Regions from separate parts of the Pan troglodytes genome. Here region 1 is linked to region 2. The links are chromatin contacts, called in public HiChIP or PLAC-seq maps. All regions are on one chromosome and are shown on one strand. The core of a region is the stretch at or near the end of the contact, and the rest is flanking DNA. Distances in the headings are between cores, read along the strand shown. Region 1 holds the start of EMC2 (ER membrane protein complex subunit 2). Region 2 holds the start of EIF3E (eukaryotic translation initiation factor 3 subunit E).

Region 1 (7,066 bases), core at 1,668-4,167, 200 kb after region 2:
TTAGGAAAGTATCGGCTATAAAAAGAAAACATCCTATGCTTAACTAGAGTTCATATGTGTACTATTAAGAAATGTTATTCTTAATAATCATTAATATAAGCTGTCATTTTTAATCTGACTCATTCATTCAATAAACATTTTACTGTCTCCAGGTATTTTTCTAGGCTGGATGTTCCAAGGTTGAAATAACAAAGTTGGTACTCTGAAGCAGCTTAAAGTGGTGTAAAATACAGAAAGTAAGCAAGTAAACAAACAAAAAATCAAATAGTGATAAGTGTCATTATGATGGATAGGCATTACCTAAGGGCTACTTTTTATTGGATGGTCAAGAGAGGTCTATGAGTAGATACACTTAAAACTGAGATATGAATGACAAAAGGAAGATGGTTTCTAGGAAAAGGAAAAAGCTGGGCAAATGCCAGATACAAGGCAGATAGGATCTTGGTCTGTTTGAGGAATAGGAAGTAGATGAGAATGGCTGGTGGCTAGTGAGGAGAGATAGAATAGTAGGAGATGAGGTAGGAGAGGTAGACAAATGTCACCTGGTTGAGTAAAGCCTCGTAAACCATGGTAAAGTGTTTGAAGTACATTTTTATTGCCATTGGGAGCCATTTGAGGCCTATTGCCAAGGGACTTCTGCAGTCTGATTTTTTTTTTTTTAAGACCAGTAGGGTTGTTGTATAAAAAAACAGATTTTACACAGCAAGAATGAAACAAAGGTGGCTAGGAAACTATCACAATCATTCAGGAGAGACATAGTTGTGGCTTAGATTAAGGTAATAGCAATAGATATGAAAAGTAGATGAACTTTGGGAAGTGCAATATAGAATTTGCTGATAGACTAGATATGGGGGGTGGTGCCAAAAAAAGGAATCAAAGGTACTTCCTGTTATTTTAACTTGTGCAATTAGGTAAATGGTTTCCTCACCTATGACAGGGAAAAACAAGGTGGGAATGCGGAAGGTGACAGCAGGAATCCGCAGTTCTGTGTGGGATATGTTAACTTTGAGATGCGTATCAGCTAGCTATCTGAGTACGTCAAGCAACCAGACCAGGTTTTGGGAAGGTTTATCAGTTTGGGATTGATCAGCATATAAACAGTATTTCTAGACATAGGATGGTACCTCCATGAGAGTGCCACGCAGGGGCTTTAGCTGCAGCATCTGTTTTCATCTTGATTAACAACACAAGGTAGCTATTTTCTTTTTACACACATATTATTAGATTTTTATATATGAGCCTTTTTGATGTTTAGAGAGAAATAAGCTGAAAGTCACCCAGCTACTGAAAGGTAGAGCCTGGATTCAGATCTGGGAGAGTTCTTGTTCTTCCTATTGCACCAGGTTGCTTTACTGGAGCATTAAAATATGTGAATTTCTGAGTATTTTTTAACTTTTTGAATGAAAGATTTTTAAAAAGTCTGTTTAGAAAGAATGCCAGCTCATTCAGAATTGAATCCAAGTATATACATTCACTAGTCTTCTCTGTTGTTAAGTGACTTCTCTGGGGTATATGGCTTGATGGTTTTTTTTCCTTTTTTTAAACAAACAAACAAAAAAACCTCTGTGGTTGACTGGAGCCGACAGGTGAGGAATGGAGAGATGTTGGTCAAATAGTACAAACTTTTGGTTGTAAGATGAATATGTTCTGGAGATCGAATGTACAGCACGGTGACTACAGTTATAATTCTGTATTGTATATTTTGAAGTTTGCTGAGAGATTTTTAAGTGTTCTCAACACACACACGCACACACGGGAAATATGTACGGTGATAGATGTGTTAATTAGCTTGCTTGTGGTAATCATTTCACAGTGTATATTTACATCTAATCATTACTTTGTATACCTTAAACATACACAATTTCTGTCCATTACACCTCAATAAAGCTGAGAAAAAAAACCCTCCACTCTTTTGACTTGTGGGATAGGATTATTTCTACTTCTCAAATCAACTGCCCCTTCTTCACTGACCAATAACTTTCGGCTGCATTGCAGTGATTTTTAGTTTTTCCTCAGCTTACATATTTCCTCTACAATCTCATGTCCCCATTGCTTCAAATACTAAATATACGCTTATCATCCTCAAATTTTTTGCTTCCTGTCCAGACATTTCTCCTTAAGTCTAGGAGATGACGTCCAAAGTTTCCTAAAAGCAATTAGTCTGGTGGGAAAGGAGGCTCCCCCATCCACCCAGGAGTAATGAGGAGCGAAGTTCAGGAACCGTGAAGGTCTCATTCGTACATTCATTCCTTATAAGTACTTACATACTCGCGACAGTTTGAAACCTAGTGTGGCATGCAGACATGGATGAAGCAATGACAGGCACGACGAGCGTTAATGAAGGGTATAAGCTAGCGCGAGGGCATTCAAGGGAACTTCAGAGCGCAAAGGAAGAATCCCACTTAGTCCCTCAAAACTTTGGAGTTTATCCGTTTAGTCGATTAAAAAGTGAACGGAAAGCAAATCCCATTAGGGAAGGAGGAAAGTTGGGGACAAATAAGGGATTCGTGCAGAAGGCTGCACTGCGGCCGGCCATGAAGAGAATAAGGGTACTTAAGGGAGTGTGAAGAGAATGAACACGCCTAGGTAGAAAAAACTGAAAAGCCAGGATTGACGGACACTAAAAACCCAGCATTTGTTAAAAATCCACGTCAAAACACACACACACACAAACACACACACACACACACACACACACACCTCACCCCGAGCCAGCACCGCAGCCCCGCCGGCAGCCAGGGTGTCCTGAGATTCCGGGAGCGCCACGCACCGCCCACCTAGCTCCGTCCACCGCCCAGCTCGCTCCGCCCAGCTCGCTCCGCCCCCTTCCCCGAAAGCCCCTCCGCAGAGCCGCGTGCACGTGCGTGGCGGATACCGCCCCCTCTGCTCTCTTGGCCAATGAGAAAAAGCTACGTTAACTCTTCACCGCCCGGTGGCGGGTCACGTGACTGCGTCTCCCCGCCCTCTCACCCCACTGCCTCTAGGTTCTGGGAAGATGGCGAAGGTCTCAGAGCTTTACGATGTCACTTGGGAAGGTAACTTCGGGTGGGGGCGGGTGCGGAAAGACTAAAAGCGCTGGGAAGCCGTTCGGGAGTACCCGCTGCTTTCGGGGAGCTGGGTTCTCTGGTCTCTTTTTGGTACCAGAGCCCTCACTGTACGGGCCAAGCTGAGGTGGAGGCTGAGGCTGACCCTTTCCTTGGCCCGGACGCGTACTCTGCGGCGTTTCCCACGGTGTCTGCTCCTCGGTTGACCTGCCCTCCTCCGCGCCAGTCCAGCGTCCCGGGGCCGCTTTTATTTATGAAGCGGGCGGGAGGGACTTGGGGCTGGGGTTGTCGCACGCTAACTGGTTGCTGGGCGGTGCGGAAGAGGCGGAATAGGTGGTTACTGAAGCTTCTTTGGAGCCAAGAAACACAGGGCCTGTAAGGCCCTTTACTAAGTGGTGTGTAAGGATTACAGCTCTGTGCAGAAAAGCTGTGTAAAAGATGCGTGAACAAATGTGATTCTCATAAGCCACTCTACATTTAGTTTTCTCCTTACACCCGGGTTTCCAGTTTCTTTTCCTTTTAGTCTAGTCTCTGTCCCACTCCTTCTCAAAACACATTTACACACACAACACAACTTCTTTCTTACTCCCTACTAGTAGTTTCTTTTCTGAAGGGAAAAATAACTGATTAACTCTGGGCTACGTAAGTGCTTACGTGTGATGGTCACTTTTCCCTATCCTTAGTTGATCTAGAGTGGGATGTGTTCTTTAAATCTGGGAACAACCAAACCTTGGATCAATTCTGTGTGCTTAAGAAACTTGAGTTTCATTAAGGCGTGGAATTTGTGTAATTGGAATTCATATTCCCAGCATTTAACAAAATACAGGAGACTTCAGTAGCTAATTTGCTTAACGAATGCCTTCTTGGGATGTTTTAATAATGACCTGAAAACATGTGGACCGAAAGTTGTATTTTCTGTTTTATCGTGAATAAATATATCAGTTATTATAAAGTTGTAAATCCGTTACAAATAAAGCAAAATTTCTTTGTACTTGAACTGAATTAAATGATTTATTGACTTTATGGCCTCTAGCACATTGTGAATCTCAGTATTTATACCTGAATTGAGGGATTCCATTATATTAAACAACAGTGTTGATTTCTTACTGCAAAATCTTGGCTCTGTCAACACACAGTCCCCACTTCCAAGGAAGTCACAATCTAATGGAGAAAACAAACCTGTAAACACACAGTTTTAAGAGGCTTGTGTCACGGTATCTTCCGTAAGCTGAATTGTAGATAAATGGCTGTTATTTTTAATGCTTTTTAAACAATGTTTTAAAATTACATAATTTTTAGAAAATGCTATTATGAAGGTATGTTCATTATAGGTTTCCTAGATGATAGTAGCATATATAAAATCCTGAGGGACGAGTAGCTTTATACTACCAACAGACAAGGTGATTTAACTGAGTAACTTGGACCTTACCCTGTGGTCATTCTAAAGAGGATTGATGTAATTAATTTGGAATAATAAATAATAACTACTACACAAATTTGTAGGAACAAAGAAAACATTTTAAAGTGCTTTGTAAACTGTTAAGTACTATATAAAAGGATGTGTTACTATTAGCTAGTGCTAATATGATTATGTCCTTCCTCTGTATGATCTGGCCGTTGCCCATGTCTCCAGCTTTATCTTGAGCCCTTCTCCCTCTCACTTTGTGAGCTGCCTATGCTGGCCTTTGTTGAATACCCTAAATTGCCATGCTGCTTCTTAAAGCTGGCACATGCTAGTCCTTCCACTGGGAGTGTTCTTCCCTCCTGGCCTCACTCTTGCCCCCCTTAAACTTTATCATTTATCAATTCCCCACAAAGCTCACCTACTACAAAAAAGCCTTACTTGACCACTCTACTACCCCCTTCCCTTTCCTCATCCCCCACCAAAATTGAAAAAAAAAACCCAAACAACAAAATGAAGCAACAAAACACACCTGCAATCCTTCGATTATGTATTCTATTCTAATACTATTGAAGCACTTACCCAATTGTGTTTTGTTTTAAAATTTTGTCTCTCCTAAGATGAAAGGGACCAGGCCTGTTTCTTCACTGTCACTTCCCTAGAGCCTGACACATGGGGGCGGAGCTCAGTAATTATTTGATGACTAAATGAATTGTTAATGGGATTAATAATAAACACTAACACATTGTCAGAAAAGATTATAAGCCATTTTTCTAGCGTTGAAATAATTTCTTTAGTATCTTAGATACAGGTTTTAGTATCTTAGATGAAGTTAGGCAACTCGCTTAAGTAATAGGATACAGTTTGCTCACTAGTAAAATGAAGGTTTAGACCTTTCCAGAATTAAAATTCTAACTTAAGGAACTTTTAAGAAAAGAGTATTCTAGATTTTTATTTCAGAGACCTATGATAACAAATTTTTAGGATGAAGGGTGATGGGAAGATTCTCAGGGATAGTGTTTTGTTCAGATTTTTTGGGGGCGTGTGTGTCAGAGGTGTGTCCTTAGGAATTCTACTGAACAGTGTTGTGAATTGGTTAGTTCGGAATGCTATAATTCTTGTGATAGGAAAATTTATCACTTGTTTATAAAAGACCTATGTAGTAAGTTTAACACTTCCACATCTGTGTTAGACTCTGCTAATAGACTATTTGGTTTGTTTCTTCAGCCAATTGAAAGTGATTGATACTTATTACATAGGGAAGTTATTAGATATTTGGAGGTGGGAAGGAGAATTTAGAGTTGTAAGGAGAATATATTCAAGTTTCCTGAGAATATGATATTTGGGCAGGACATGGATAGGATGCCTAGAACAATGCCAGGCATATAATAGGTATTAAATGAGTATTTGTTGAAAAAAAAAAGTGTGAGAAATGTTTGAGAGCATTTTAGTTGTTAATGTTCACTGCCCCTACTTCCTCTCTTTTTATTCAGTCCTTCAAACCTCACTTTGGTTTCCATGCCCTACCACTCCACTAAGATCTCTAGGAGACCTAATAATAACGTATGTATTTTGTATACTTCTACTACTTTTGCTGTTGTAGATCACTCCTCTGTGAAAAAGTCTTTCTTTGCTTTAATAACATTCTTCTTGTTTTCTTATTTCTTTTTGGGCCTTTCCTTTGTTGAGTTCTCTACATCCATTTGCTCATTTTTTGGTGTTTCAGTGTTTCTTAGTCATCGTCCTAATCTGTTATTTGTGGTTTCTAAGTTTAAGATCAGTAGACTTTAAATTGATAAAAGCGTGTCATGTGGTCTGATGAAATTGTGCAAAATTTAGTGCATGTGTAAACATACATATTTCTGGGAAAAGATGGTTCAAAATTCTCATTAGCTTTGAAGATACCTAAAATAGATTAAATGACATCTGTGGGCAATCTTATCCACATCTAACTTTAGCTATCAATTAGCCTATATAGTAAATAACACATTTAACATGTATTTGAGTACTTTGCACCAGGCACTGTTCTAGTTCTGAGGGTATAGTGCTAAGTAAGACAGGCAAGGCACCAGATTTCAAGGGACATACCCTCAAATTTCACTCGTAAACTGAATATCCATATTTCCAGTGTTCTACAGGGCACATGTAATGGATGTTTCACAATTAATGAAACTCAAAACTGAACTCATCATCTTCCTTTTGCCTTCTGCGTCCAACACCACCGCTGTCACCACTTACTCTTTTCTGCATTTTCCCTAGAAAAGTAGATAGCACTGTGTATCTCCCCTCATTCATAAACAACTTCTGCTCAGCTTTTAAGATATAGATCTATGAGACTTCAAAGCCTGGAAAGTACAGATATGTATGGGAATGAAGTATATGCTTTGCAGAAGTCACTTAATGAAAGGTAAGAGCTGGAAAGGTAGGTTGGTGCCTTGAATGCTAGACTAAGAAGTTCAGACTTCTTTTTTGTATATAGATAGGAGCCAAGGTCCTAATTTCAAAAAGAAAAAATCAGTGGCTGTTTTCATTAAACTTTTGCATGTTAATATAGAACAGGGCCTTTTCTTTGGTAGAGATCCCCTGATTGAAATTCCTTGTCATGTTTAATAAACCATTT
Region 2 (7,066 bases), core at 4,538-7,037:
AACAAATGGGTGCATATAGTCAAAGTGCACTTCCAAAAATGTACACAGGAGCACTATTTGTAATAGCCAAGTCTATCAATGTTAAAATGAGAAAACAAACTACAGCATACTCATAATAGATTAACATTCGGCACTGAAAAATCAATGAACTACTACTGCTATCCTAAAAACATGATGACTCACAAACAATGCTGAGTGAAAGAAGTCATACAAAGCAGTACATGGTGGTAAATGCTTAACTCCACCTACATAAAAATCAAAAACAGGCAAAATGAATCATCAGACTACAGCTTACCTTTAGGGGGTGTGAGTAGTGACTAACAGGGGTCAAGATGAAGGTTTAAGGATGTCGCCAGGCGCGGTGGCTCACGCCTGTAATCCCAGCACTTTGGGAGGCCGAGGCAGGCGGATCACGAGGTCAGGAGATCGAGACCATCCTGGCTGACACGGTGAAACCCTGTCTCTACTAAAAATACAAAAAATTAGCCGGGTGTGGTGGTAGGCGCCTGTAGTCCCAGCTACTCGGGAGGCTGAGGCAGGAGAATGACGTGAACCCGGGAGGTGGAACTTGCAGTGAGCCGAGATTGCACCACTGCACTCCAGCCTGGGCCACAGAGCAAGACTCTGTCTCAAAAAAAAAAAAAAAAAAAAAAAAAAGGATGTCTGTAATGTTTTATTTATTAATCTGAGTGGTGGTCACATAAATGTATTCACTATTCATTTTGAAAAAAATATGTATCATTGACCAGTACATTTATATTTGTGTACCTGTATGAATGAATGTCGTATCTGATAAAAAATTTACCTGAAAAATCTTAACTTCTCATCACTTTGCCCTATAGAAACGCTAATCTTAAATAAAAACATTCTTTTCCAAGCACGCTACCTCTCCCCACTCCACTAGTAACTTTTAATTTGCCACGTCTCTCTCCACAATAGATTCAATAGCCTTGCTCCTCTACCATCAGGTGTTACTGTCCTGTTCTCAAATCTACATATGCCTCTCAATTCTGCCTCATAAGCAGAAAGCAAATACTTCAGACTTTGTATCAAGAAGCAACAATTGAAAATACTATATAAGTACTCACATGAAAAACGAGAATGAAATTTCCACAATTTTTTAAAAATTTTGAAACAGAAATAATAACAGTAAAAGTTTTTGTAATACAGGTCTATTAATAAGAATAGAATGCTTTTTCAAGAGAAATTATTTCACTTAATTGGGGTATAAAGTTAATATTCTATAATTGCTAATGTTTGCAAATGTTCCTCTGTTAGAAACTATTCTTAGCCCCAAAACCACACAAAAACAGGCTGCTATCTGATTGCCAGGCTATAGTCTGCTGATCCGTCGTCTATCAACCTCTTGAAAACATATTACTTTTTAACAGATTAAGAATCTTTTTTTGCTGTCTCTTCCTCTGCTGTCATTCAACACAAATATAATGCCATACTGATGACTCTTTAAAAGCTTGAGCCCTAAAATTCCTTTATTCCACAAATTATGACAATTTTCATCATGTATCTCATCTCCAAGAATTCCAACTTACAACTGATAACCCCTCATCTCCAAGAATTCCAACTTAAAACTGATAACCCCTTCCACCATTACCATTAAAATCTTCATCATCTCAGACTTTCTGCCCTTTCTAATTTTTGTAACACCCTTTTTGATGTCACTTTCTGCCTTAGTTTGGATATCATTTTTAGCTATTTCAAAGATTTTCTCTTTAGTTCTATCATTGATTCTTTCAAACTAATTTCTCCAACTATATACAATTCAGTGTCAATCACTAACTCTGGAAAAAAAAGTCACCTATTCTCTAGGTTCTGGCTAAGGATGACTACAAAATGTTTCAAAATTAGGGAATAATGTTATTCGATCACATCTGTGCTTCTCTAAATGGCATTTACATACTAGCCTACCCCTAAATATGTCTATACTACTCCCATAGCCTTCTACCGCTCCTCGCCCTGAGAATGACCGCCATTATTAGCTCTAAGGTATGATTTCCAATCTCAGTTGGGCCCTCCACACTTAACCAATCCTTGTACTTTCCTTTGATCAGTTTCTTAGTAACCATTTCCAGTCCTTACCTTACTCCTCGAAACCCTCACTGCCTCCCCCTCCCATCCCATACCAATACAGAATGGGCTAGTCTTCCAAAATAAAAAACATTTAGAGCCAAGGGTGGTGGCTCATGCCTGTAATCCCAGCACTTTGCGAGGCCAAGGTGGCAGATCACTTGAGTTCAGGAGTTTGAGACCAGCCTGGGTAACATGGTGAAACCCCATCTCTACAAAAAATACAAAAAAAATCAGCCGGACATGGTGGCGCACACCTGTAGTCCCAGCTACTTCTGGGGCTGAGGTGGGAGAACTGCTTGAGCCCAGGAAGTCAGGGCTGTAATGAGCTAAGATTGTGCCACTGCACTCCAGCTTAGGTGACAAAGCGAGACCCTGTCTCAAAACACAAAACATTAAGGAGTACTCACTCTGTCCCAGAAGAGCGTAGTGTTTTATATGCATTATCTCATGTAATTTTTCTAACCCGATGAGATTGGTGGTAGTATTAACACTTTATTCATGAGAAAAGGTTAAGAGGGTAAAAGAATCTGCTCTGACTGCACAGAGGTATTAAATGACCGAGTCATGAAAGGTCCAATTCAGAGCCCAGGGTCCTAAATATTTCACTATCTGGCCTTCTGCTTCACATGAAAATAAAGAAGAGTGAGAAACAAGTATGTATTCATTCAATCATTTATTAAACAATCATAAAAAGCCTTTATGCCAGACTCATATTATGTGCTGAGAGCACAAGGAAGCTTCTGCTCTCATGAATCTTATATTCTCCAATGTACAACAAATATATGAAACTGTTTTTCTCTTGGTGCAATGTAATAGTCTCCCCTTATCCATGAGCTAAATGTTCCAAGACCCCCCAGCGGCTGCCTGAAACTGCAGATAGCCCCAATCCTATATTTACTGTTTTTTTCCTATACATGCATACCTATGATAAAGTTTAATTTATAAACTGGGAACAAGAGATGAACAATAACAAAATAGAACAATTAAGTTAGCATATATTGTGTGGATACATTGGACAAATGGATGATTCATGTCCCAGTTTTAAGCAAGAGAGCGAGACAGATTTCATCCTACTACCCAGAAGGGCGAACAATTTAAAACTTACGAATTGCTAATTTCTGGAATTTTCCATTTAATATTTTTGGACCATGAGTAACTGGAACTGCAGAAATTGAAACTGCTAAGGGGGTGTGGGGGGGCTGCTGTATCCTCACATAGCAGGATCACTGACTCTATTCTAACCATTTTGCCTTCAAGACTCAAAGCCTCACCTCCTCAAAGTCCTCTTTGCTCACTGAAGATAACAAAATCTCAATTTTGATAGCACTCTACCAGTACCTACCTCTTCGACATTTATTTTTACCTTATATCAAAAACATTCAACTCTAAAGGATAGGTAAGTTGTTTAGTGGTGAGATGTCTGGGTTTTATCTTGGATTTCTCAGTTATATGGCCCTATACAGACGACGAGGGTTTGAACCACACAGGTCCACGTATACACAACTTTTTTTTCAATAAAAGTTACACCAAGTGTGCCTGCCTTTCCTGACTTCCCATCCACTTCCTCTACTTCTTCCACCTCTGCTACCCCTGAAACAGCAAGACCAACCCCTCCTTTTCCTCCTCCTCCTCAGCCTACTCAATATGAAGACAATGAAGACCTTTATGATGATGTACTTCCACTTACTAAAAAGTAAATGTATTTTCTCTTCCTTATAATTTAAGACCATTTTATTTTCTCTAGCTTACTTTATTGTAATAATACAGTATAGAACACATACAACACAGGACTGTCCATGTTCTCAGTAAGCCTTCCTGTCAGCATTAGGATTTATTAAGTTTTGGGGGAGTCAAAACTTATAACGGATTTTTGACTGCAAGAGCTCAGCGTTCCTAACCCCTGTACTGTCCAAGAGTCAAATGTACTTAGCAATTGCTAATTAAATACTCCAGCATCTGTCTTCCTCTTGGTGTATTACAGCTATCTTACCAACATTTTCTCCAAAGAGGTGGGTATTGGGCAGTTTTTCCCACTGATTCTCAACTGCCTGCAGTTCATAGTTTTCGTCTAGCCCTATGAAAATCTAATTCACATTTACATATTCCTCCTTTCCTTCTGTGTGCCATAAAAAAAATGAAATTATAAACAACACAAAAATATATAAAGTTCAGCTAGTTCAGAAGTACTTCTACAAGCAGCTGGTAAAGGCTTTCAAAATATAGCATTTTTACTAGATCTTTTGTCCTCACTTTTCCAGAAAAGAAAACAATGCAGATGCGAATGTTTTACTCAAGGTCTAAAATACAGGTGTAAAAAGAAGAATCAAAGCAAAAATATATCAAGAGAAAGTTTTACATGACAAGACATTCTTGGACATTTACTGAAAATGATCTTAGCCGTTACCTAACGTCAACAACTTTAGAGTTGTCTATGTTTAGAAAAGGTGCATATGAATATGAGGATTATACCTGTCTAACGAGCCACAACACCTGGACGCTGGTTTTTGGGACGTTTTTGTTTTATTGCTTTTTGTCTTTTGCTACACAAAATCCACTCCCCAAATCTAGAGTTCCCTAAGTAGACTTATATTGTAGTCTGCTTCCAGAAACAGAACTCACTTATTTTTCTGGCCAAAATTCGAATTCCTTCATCATTGCAAATTACTTTGCATTATTAAAATGCATCAATTTCCCAATAAACTCACGGTATAACTAATGTCAATTTTCTTTTAGCCAAAACTTTCAAGTCCAATAAAACTTTTAGGACTGACATATGCTTTAAAATGAAGTTCCAGAATTACACATTTATTCATGATATCTTGAGTAGATAATTGAATATTAACGACCAATTCAAACCACATGAAGTCAGTACAATATATCCACTGGAAAACACATTTAAAGATAGGAGGGATTTTTTCTGGGGGGGGGGAGGGGCGGGGGAGCGCCGTCCCCATCTGACGAAATATGCTGTTCTAGAAAGTCCTACTTAACCAAGACAAGAAAACGCAAAGAACTCACAACTTCATGGAAATTAAAGCGCTAGATACTTATTTTAAGTGTAAGAGAATCACTCCAAACGACTCGACATGCAAAAACCCACAGCCAAGCCCAGGCTTCCCACAGTTCCCAAAAGAAAAATCAAAAGCTCTAACAGCACTCCAGGTTGCTTTTACAAGCCAGCCTGTGAAGCTCTAACGTTCTCTAGCGAAACCAGCGAATCGCCAACTTCCCAGAAGAAATGATGCGAAAGTCCCTCCCGCACTGACACCTCAGTAAGTGAAAGAGACGTCTTTTCTCTCTCCGTAACCTCCCTCCTCCTCACTGCCGAATACTGCGGTGCTTCTTAACTGAGACGACGCTAAACTACCAGAAGATCCTTAGTGTCCGTCCAGGAACCAAACTCGCGACCGCCTCGCACGTGTCAGGCCTAGGACTACAGATACCGCCTTTCGGCCTTGCTCAGCACCTCATCCGCCCCCACGCCTTCCTTGCGCCCAAAGACCCCCTCACCTCCTTTACAGAGAGAAACTCAAGAAGCGGAAAGACTAGATGCCGATCCAAAAAGTGCGCGATGCGAGTAGTCAAGTCGTACTCCGCCATCTTGCCAAAGAAAAGGGAGTCTGTGCTCACTAAAACTTTATTGGTAGCGCCGACAAACGAACAGACAGATCCTGTACTGCGCATGTGCTGTGGTAAAACTGGCCTAAAGAAAGGGGCGGGGTTTACCCTGGAGAGCAGAGGACAACGACGCATGCGCGCGGGTTGTCCCACCCTTTGCGTTAGGGCGCGAGTGACGGAAACAGATCCCTCTATTTGTAAGTTTGTCGGTATCCTCTTTCTAATGCTGGCCTTCGATTACCAGTCAGTGGCTTGCAATCTATTCCGTTAATAACTATTGAAAGCTCAGAATTGATTGCTGAGGCAATGTGACTGCATTGGGATGCGGCAAAGGACAACATGAGGAGGCCCCTGCTCTCCAGGAAGTTGCATACAGGGAAGAATATCTAGGCTTTTTCATTTGGCATACGCTAATCATTTTGTAAGCGATTGTTAAAGTGAGGGTGGGTTTTTAGACAGAAAATAAGTGAAACAAATTTCAGATATAGTAAGAGCCATAATTTGGTGGAGATGGTTGGGTTGGACCTATTTAATTAGGATGATTAGAGAAAACTTAGATAGGAATTAAGGAAATTAGAGAAAAGTCTGATAGAGTAACAAGTTAGCTGAGAGTTGTGGTAAGAGAAGGAGGTGATTAAAACTAGAGCCAGGGTAAAAACATGATTGTTGGAACGTACAGCAAAAACAATGACCATGAGACAGGAAGGGACTTAGTGTGTGCGTTTCAAAAATTGAATGGCCTGTGTTTACTGGGGAGTAAGGTTAAAGAGTTTGACAAGGGTCAGGTCATGATTATGGTAAGGAATATGGGGTTTTTTTCTAAGTACTCTGCAGTGTCCTTTGCTAGTTACTTCTCATCTTTTAGGCCTTTTCATTTTGAAGAGCCCCAGGGATCTTGGACCTCTTCTCCATCTAGACCAATGCCCTAAATGGTAACGTCCTTTGCATGCAGTCTGCACATTGACAACTCCCAAATTATAGCCGCAACACTGACTATTAGTCCCAGACTCAAATGTACCCAGCATTTCAACATGAGCTTGTCCCAAACCAAGTTTCCCCATGTAGCTTACCAAACCTGCTCCAGCTGCACTCTTCACCTCAGTGAATGGCCACTCCATATGTACAGTTCCCCAGACTCAAAACCTTAGAGTCATCGTTGACTTTTTCTCTTACACTGTGCATGAAATCTACCAAAAAACCTTTTAACTCTAATCTTTACGGCATATTCAGACCCAATCAGTTCACACCACCTCCAAAGTTTCAACTCTAGTGCACACCACCACTATCTCCTGCTTTGATTTTGGGAATCACCTCTTCACTAATCACCTTGCTTCCCCTCTTCCTCCTGTGCTTTATTCTT

What was found. HiChIP or PLAC-seq counts read pairs in DNA pulled down with a chosen protein or histone mark.
Region 1: a contact with region 2 is called in an H3K4me3 HiChIP or PLAC-seq map of stem cell-derived excitatory neurons, with 4 times the contacts expected there. The contact joins the promoter of EMC2 here to the promoter of EIF3E in region 2. A contact is called at or near these places in 1 of 7 Hi-C or Micro-C datasets (stem cell-derived neural progenitor cells) and 1 of 1 datasets of contacts at active chromatin or transcription factors (stem cell-derived excitatory neurons).

Annotation. Positions count from the first base shown.
Region 1 is chr7:118,693,811-118,700,876 of NHGRI_mPanTro3-v2.0_pri, forward strand. EMC2 (ER membrane protein complex subunit 2) reads left to right here and starts at 2,918. Exons shown (of 10, transcript XM_024345256.2): 1 at 2,918-3,035. The coding sequence starts at 2,996. LOC112204196 (a long non-coding RNA gene) reads right to left here and starts at 2,809. Exons shown (of 4, transcript XR_002937741.3): 1 at 2,706-2,809. LOC134810902 (a long non-coding RNA gene) reads left to right here and starts at 5,940. Exons shown (of 4, transcript XR_010159650.1): 1 at 5,940-6,009; 2 at 6,759-6,853.
Region 2 is chr7:118,491,144-118,498,209 of NHGRI_mPanTro3-v2.0_pri, forward strand. It overlaps EIF3E (eukaryotic translation initiation factor 3 subunit E), which reads right to left and starts at 5,788. Exons shown (of 13, transcript XM_016959776.2): 1 at 5,599-5,788. The coding sequence starts at 5,772. It overlaps LOC107976410 (a long non-coding RNA gene), which reads left to right and starts at 5,810. Exons shown (of 3, transcript XR_001720364.4): 1 at 5,810-5,903.